Linked DNA regions of Ovis aries: region 2 is linked to region 1. The links are chromatin contacts, called in public Hi-C maps. All regions are on one chromosome and are shown on one strand. The core of a region is the stretch at or near the end of the contact, and the rest is flanking DNA. Distances in the headings are between cores, read along the strand shown.

The links. Hi-C and Micro-C count contacts between places; a contact is called where the count stands out from the background.
Region 2: a contact with region 1 is called in a Hi-C map of liver, with 2.2 times the contacts expected there. The contact joins the enhancer-like site here to the promoter of PPM1F in region 1. A contact is called at or near these places in 4 of 16 Hi-C or Micro-C datasets (blood, hypothalamus, liver and 1 more).

The regions. Positions count from the first base shown.
Region 1 is chr17:72,007,264-72,010,950 of ARS-UI_Ramb_v3.0, reverse strand. It overlaps PPM1F (protein phosphatase, Mg2+/Mn2+ dependent 1F), which reads right to left and starts at 1,908. Exons shown (of 8, transcript XM_027956865.3): 1 at 1,844-1,908. It overlaps TOP3B (DNA topoisomerase III beta), which reads right to left. Exons shown (of 18, transcript XM_042234176.2): 18 at 2,774-3,687.
Region 2 is chr17:72,049,318-72,053,004 of ARS-UI_Ramb_v3.0, reverse strand. All of the region lies in intron 2 of MAPK1 (mitogen-activated protein kinase 1), which reads right to left. Among named protein-coding and RNA genes, the nearest start is that of MAPK1, 15 kb to the right of the region's middle. Within about 2 kb of position 1,599, at least 5 of the 54 cell types and tissues checked have an H3K27ac peak or open chromatin away from gene starts, as enhancers often do. A contact at or near this core is called in liver, where this site is marked.

The DNA.
Region 1 (3,687 bases), core at 659-3,158:
TCTTCTTTTCAATACATTTAAGGTGAAGGAACGCGTATGCTCCGTCAAGTCTGACTCTGTGGCCCCATGGACTGTAGCCCGCCAGGCTCTTCTGTCTACGGGACTTTCCAGGCAAGGATCCTGGAGTGGGTTGCCACTTCCTACTCCAGGGGATCCTCCCGATGCAGGAGTCGAAGCCGCGTCTCTTGCGTCTCCTGCATTGACACGTGGATTCTTTGCCATTAGTGCCACCTGGGAAGCCCGATGTGAAGTATACATAACACACAGTTTATCACCTCATTCATTTTCAGTGTGCTTCCCTGATGGCTCAGTGGTAAAGAACCCACCTGTCAATGCCAGGGATGAGGGTTCCATCCCTGTGTTGGGAAGATCCCTTGGAAAAGGAAATAGCAACCCACTGCAGTATTCTTGCCTGGGGAATCCCCGTGGGCAGAGGAGCCTGGCGGGCGACAGTCCGTGGGGTCAGCAGGAGTCAGACACGACTGAGCGACCAAAGGGCGACACGCGACGGACAGCGCATCCTTCCACTCGTCTCAAGCGTGCGGTTGTGCCGCGCTGGGCACACTCACGCTGTGCAAACACCGCTCTCAGGGGTTGACTTCTCATGAGATTGTAACCTGCCCCCCGCCCCGACCCGGTCTCCGGATGTAACAGCACCCTCTATGCGAGGCCCCTTTGAACACAGCTGCTGGCAACATGAGGGCAGAGAGGCGGGTATCAGCTTCCTCCCAACACCCTCTGCAGGTGCAGCCTGAGGCCTGGCCCTGGCCCCTGAAAAGAGGAAGCCAAGACACTCGGTGGAACGCGGTGGGCAGCAGACAGGTCCTACAGACAGTGCTGGCTCCGGGCCACATTAGAAAGGAATTCTAGGAATGAGCCTGCGGAGGTCGGCCTAGCTGTCTGCGTCCTGTTTACCTCTCATGACTGTGCTGACTACAAGCCTGGACTCAGCCGCTCTGCAGTGAAGACACAGGCTCTGGGCGGGCCAGCAAACCCCCACGGAGGCTGCACAGGCAGGAAACGGCCAGGCCGGAATCAGGTGGGGTCATCCCGGCCTTTGTCATTTCCAGTTCAGCGGCAGGGGAAAAAGACTTGATTGTGACCATCGGCCGGATATGGTAGGAAAGGCTGAAATGAGCCTCCAGTTCTACGGCCAGCGCCCCGGGGGGCACAACTCGCCCTCGGAGCCTGCCCCAGGGTATGTCAAGAGGACGTGTGTCACTCAGCACGTGTCCCCGCTGGGTGCCAGGCTGCGGGGCGGGGCCCAGCACTGTCGGGAGGGCCTGGTGCTGTTAGGCCTGGTACGAAGACCCCTACCACGGCCAGCTGCCACTCCCCTGCTGCACAGAGAGGCTGAGGGGCCCGCCTGAAGCCGCACAGCTGCAGCGCGGGGCCTGCGCCTGAGGTTCCATCGTACACGCGTCTGGCTAACGCCGCTGCACGCAGCCCGAGGGCTGGCTGGAAACGGAAACACTGGGATACACTCGGGGCCGGGCCGGGATCGGGGGCCGCCGGGGCGCAGCTGCGGCCCGGCAGAGGTGCGGGGGGCTTGCTGGCGTAGGGGTTTGGGCCAGGGTGCGGAGGGGAGCGCGGGACCCCGGGCAAGCGGGCGCGTTGCGCCTCGGCCCCTCACCGCGCGCCCCGGCTCGGCCCGGAGCTCCCCGCCGCACCCCCGGGCGCGCAGCCCCCAGGCCCGCCCCGGGGCCCCGATCTGCAGCCCCCAGCCCCTCGCGGCCCCCAGCCCCTGGCGACCCCCCAGCCTGCCCTTCTGCCCGCGCCGGCGCACCCCTGCCGTTAGCACCCTGCCCCGCGCCCCGCGCCCCACGATCCCTGCCGGCCTCACCCTCCGCCGCTCGGCCGCTCGGCGTCCGCCTGCCCGCCTGCCCGCCGCTCCGTCCGGCCCCGCCCACTTCCCGTCCGTCCGGCCCCGCCCACTCCGTCTCCGGCCGGCCCCGCCCACTTCCCGTGCGGCCGCGGCGCAGGCGCAGTCGGGCACGGGCCGGCGGGGCCAGCCTCTGCTGCCCCCTGGCGGCCGTCCTGGCGGCCGCCGCCGCAGGGCGCGCGTCTCCTCCGCCCGCGGCGGCCCGGTAGGTGGACAAAGCAACCCCTTCCTCGGGGGCGCCCAGACACTCGGCAGCTTGCACAGTCGAGAGCGGGTCAGCGGCTGTGGAGCGGGGGTGCCACCCGACACTGCCCGGGGCTCACGACCCTTTCAGGGACCCTTAATTTCGTACTGCCACAAACTGAGACACACTTAGTATCTGCAGGCCTGGAGGTCGGAAGCCTGCAGGGTCTCAACGGCCTACGTTCAACGGTCATCAGGGTGCCCTTCCCTTCTGGGGACTCTAGAGGAGAGTCTGTTTTCCCTCCTTTTTCAGCTTCTAACTGCCCCGCCTCTTTTAGCTCATGGTCCCCTACCTTCAGAGCCAAGAAGACCCTTGTGATGACTTTGGGCCACCCAGATGACCCAGGGTTATCTGTTCTAAAGTCAGATGACCAGCCCTAATTCAGCCTGCAGCCCTGGCTCCTCGTCACCAGGTCATCTAAGAGCAGCACAGTTCCAGGGCCCAGGACCCGGACGCCTTCGGGGGGCCGCTTCTCTGCCACCCTAGAGGCCAAAGGAGAAAACTGGGGGCCGTTCTACACAGCTTGTGGGATACTACTTCCCCGACCGGGGACCCACCACGTCCCCGGCCATGGAAGTGGGGAGTCCTAAGCACCGGACCGCCATGGAATTCCCTGGAAGTATTTTAACACCGAAAGATAAAGAACGTTTAGGTCAAAGAAAACGTTTTAATATGTAACATGAATATGTTCATCTTTATATCAACGCAGTTGTGAAGCATAATATAACCTTTTTTGGAAGAGCCCTCAGAAGCCCCACTGGAGCCCTGCCCACCTGACCTCCGGGTGGGCACACGGCCTGTGCCCGGCCCAGGAACTAAGATTCACTACCAGGAGTCTGGAGAACTATGAGTGGGCCGGATTGGAAGGACAGAGACTGGGTACGGGAGGATCTAGAAGGCAGTGGGCATCTGGGCAGAGAAGGCAGGGTGGGGCCCCTTCTCCTCAGGCCTTCCTAGACCCTGTAACCCAACCCCAGCTGCAAGTCAGCATGGTGACCCCAGCAAGGCTGTGGTTAAGTGCTTGTGACGTGTGACCTTTAACATGTTCCTTAGCTGTCCCATGTCGTTTCCGTATCAGGAAAAAGGGGATCAACAGGTGCCAACCTACCCTCCTGGGCTGTTGTGAGACTCTGCCTGTGTTTCTCAAAGTGTACCCAGAACAAGTATGAGGTTTGAGGACCACCGTGTGGGTGAGGGGCTCCCGGGCAGGCCCACACAAGACCCCTCAGAGCACTGATGCCAAGGCCAGCACCGGGAGGTGGTGGGGAAGCAAGGCGTGCTGCCTGGCCAGCAGTGTGCCTCCTCCAGCGGGCACCGGGCCAACCCCACACCCAGGAGCTGACCCGCCCTGTGGCTGGTGTCTGCTCCTCCCACCCCATCCCGCCCGCCTCAGCTCCAGCCCTGGCTCTACTGCTGGGAAAGGAGCCTCCCGTGCGGCCTGGCCCACCAGACCTGAGTTCCAGCCTCCCGGGCGAACCTACAACTCAGGCAGCAGTCCATGTATAGGCACCACAACTCCAACCTGCCCCGCGTGCAGGCTTGCGGAGGCGTTTCACAGGGG
Region 2 (3,687 bases), core at 350-2,849, 42 kb before region 1:
TAGGCAAGAAAATTAAATAAAAGGCACACAGCAGCAAAGAAGTAAAACTCTCTCTATCTGCAGATGACACAATCGTATATACAGAAAATCCTAAGGAATCCAATCTAAAAAACCACTAGAATTAATTAACAAGGTCAGAAAGTAGAAGAATACAAGCTTAATTTATAAAATATACAATAAAACCAATTGTATGTATTTCCAATGAACATTCCAAAAAAGAAATTAAGAAACCATCTCCAGGGCTTCCCTGGTGGTGCAGTGGTTAGACGCCACCCGCCAACGCAGGAGACAGGCGTTCGACCCCTGTTCCGGGAAGATCCCACACGCCGCAGGACAACTAAGCCACACCTACAGAACCCGGGATCCGCAAATACTGAAGCCCGCAGGCCAGAAAGTCGGTGCCCGGCAACGAGAGGCCACCGCAGCGAGGAGCCTGCACACCCCAGCTGGAGGGCAGCCTCCACTCGCCGCAGCTACAGGAAAGCCCTCGCAGCAAGGGAGACTTGGCACGGCCAGAAGAAAGAAAAAACTAAAACCAACACGTCCACTCACAGTGCCATCAACATAAGATACTTAGCGATAAACTTAACAAACGAGAGGCAAACTTACACTCTAGAACACTTTGCTGGAAGTTTTAATTCAAACAGACAGGAAAATATCACATGTTCGTGGATCAGGAGACAAGATACTGTTAAGATGGCAATACACTCAGAGTTGATGTAAAGATTCAACACCATCTCTGTCAGAAACCCAGACTTTTCTTTGTAGGAACTGACAAGCTGATCCTAAAATTCATGTAGAAATGCAAGGGAATCAGAAAAACCAAGAAAATCTTGCAAAAGAAGGACAGAGTGACAGGAACCACGGTGCCCATCTGAAAAATTTATTGCAAAGCAAGTAACCAAGTCGGTGTGGGGTGTGGTGCTGGCACAAAGAGATACGGACCAGTGAAACAGAGCAGAGGGGAGTCTGGAAACACCCCCATTTCTACGGCGAGCTGGTGCTCCACAAGAGGGGCAAGACCGCTTAGCGGGGAAAGGACAGTCTTCTCGAGGAAGGCTGCTGGGACGACCGGACAGCCACACGCGGCCGGATGGAGCTGGACCCTCACCTCACACCACAGACAGAAATCAACTCTAAATGGAGTGGAGACCTAGATGCGAGAACTAAAACTAAAAAAACCTTTAAAGAAAGCAGAGGGGTTGTCTTATACGTGAGCTGCTAAAACCAGCAAACACTGCTTCACAGACTGGGCAGCTCACAGGCCGCAGACACCTGTTCCTCACAGTTCTGGAGGCTGCAAGTCTGAGACGAGGGCGCCAGCACGGTCGAGTGAGGACTCTGCTCTTGATATGCAGAGGTCTCACCATACTCTCACACTGTATTAGGCTGACCAAAAGTTCTCTGCGTTTTCAATATGATATTAAGGAAAAATTCAAATGAGCCTTTTGGCCAACCCAACTGAAGGGGCCAGAAGCTCTGTGCAGTGTCCTTTACAAAGAGCACTGATCCCGCCCGTAAGTGGACTATGGACCTGCGTGTGTGCAACCGAGGGACAAGTTCCAACCCTGAGAACCAGTTCCAGTGGCCACGGCCCCTCCCTTCAGGCTCTGCTGGGTAAAGAGCTCAGGGGTTGTGGGCGTGAGGAGTGCAGACTGCTATCTGGAGATGAGACAGCGAAGACAGAAGGCGCAAAGGAAGCCCATGCTGCAAAGGGCAAGCAGAGCCCTCCTGCCAGCGGGGGTGCGCAGGCCACCAGGCAGCCCTCTGAGCATCACCGTGTGGGCTCAGCCCGTGAGGCCGCACTGCTGGTAGTTTACTAGAGTTGTGTCGTTTTATAGCTCTGCTGAGCCTTGGAGATCTAGTCAGCAGGCATTAAAATGTGGTACACTTCACATAAAAAGCACTACAGCTTTAAAGCTTAGCCACATAAATTCACACATGGAAGAGTCAGAGCCCTAAGAATCATCAGCACATTTTAAGACAAGTGACGACGACGGAGGACGAGATGGGTGGACAGTGTCACCGACTCGATGCACACGCGGCCGGCAAGCTGTGGGAGCTGGTGATGGACAGGGAGGTCGGCACGCCACAGTCCGTGGGGTCGCAAAGAGTCGGGCACAGCTGAGTGGCTGCACTGAACTGAAGGCAAGTGACATTATGTTAAACAGACACTGCGATGAAATAGTTACAGGAGACAGGAGCACTGAACGTTACAGCTCCATCAGAATAATCCACGATGTCAGTATTTATAAATAGATTACAAACACAGTAAAAGTCGCTCAGTCGTGTTCAACTCTGTGTTCAACGATACAGTCCATGGAATTCTCCAGGCCAGGATACTGGAATGGGTAGCCTTTCCTTTCTCCAGGCGATCGTCCCAACCCAGGGATCGAAACCAGGTCTCCCACACTGCAGGCGGATTCTTTACCAGCTGAGCCACAAGGGAAGACCATGTGGTATCCACTCAAGGCAGCAGATATTAAGTTTCCAACATCTCACTGAAATCTCTATTCTATTTTAGAGAGTTTAAAAAGTCAAATACAGCTGTGTCAGCTACAATTCCATTAGGTGAGTCCATGTAACAGACGACTTCCCTAACCTCCAAGTGACTGGTTCTCCTCCCGGGGAATACAGTGACTTGCTTGCCAAGTGAAACAGGGTGGAAGCGGCGCTGAATGTCTTCCGAGGAGAGATCACGGAAAGGTGCTCTCTGGGGAGAGCTGAGCAGCCATGATGCGGGGAGGACAGACAGGCCTCCACAGGGGAACTGAGCCCGCGCCCCTCAGCTCTCCCCACCATACACAGCAGCACCAAGGTGTCAGCTGGGTGTGGCTGGAAGCAGATACCCCAGCCCAGCTGAAATCCTGGCTGCAACCCTGGGAGGCCCTGAGCCAGAACTGCCCACCAGGCCCACTCCTCCATTCCTAACTCACAGGAAGTGTACGATAAATATTTACTGATTTACTGACAGAAAGCGAAGAGGAACTAAAGAGCCTCTTGATGAGGGTGAGAAAGCCGAGTGGAAAAACTGGCTTAAAATCCAGCATTCAAACATGAAGACCACGGCATCCGGCCCCATCACTTCACGGGACACAGATGGGGAAGCTGTGGAAGCAGCGACAGACTTTACTTTCCGAAGTCATTATGGATGGTGACTGCAGCCACGAAATTAAAAAACACTTGCTCCCTGAAAGGAGAGCTATGATGAACCCAGAGAGTGTTAAAAAGCAGAGACATCAATTGTTGACAAAGGTCCGTGTAGCCAAAGCTATGGTTTTTCTAGCAGTCACGCACACATGTGGCAGTTGGGCTGTAAAGAAGGGTGAGGGCTGAAGAACCGATGCTTTCAAACTGTGGTGTTGGAGAAGACTCTTGAGGGTACCTTGGACTGCAAGGAGATCAAACCAGTCCACTCTAAAGGATAAGGAGATCAATCCTGAGTGCTCACTGGAAGGACTGATGCTAAACATTTTGGCCACCTGATGTGAAGAGCCGACTCACTGAAAAAGACCCTGATGCTGGGAAAGATTGAGAGCAGGAGAAGAGGGCAGCAAAGAATGAAATGGATGGCACCACCAACTGAATAAATATGAACTGAAGCAAACTCTAGGGGCTAGTGAAGGACAGAGAAGCCTCGTGCGCTGCAGTCCACGGGGTCGCAGAGCCGGGCATGACTTAGTGACT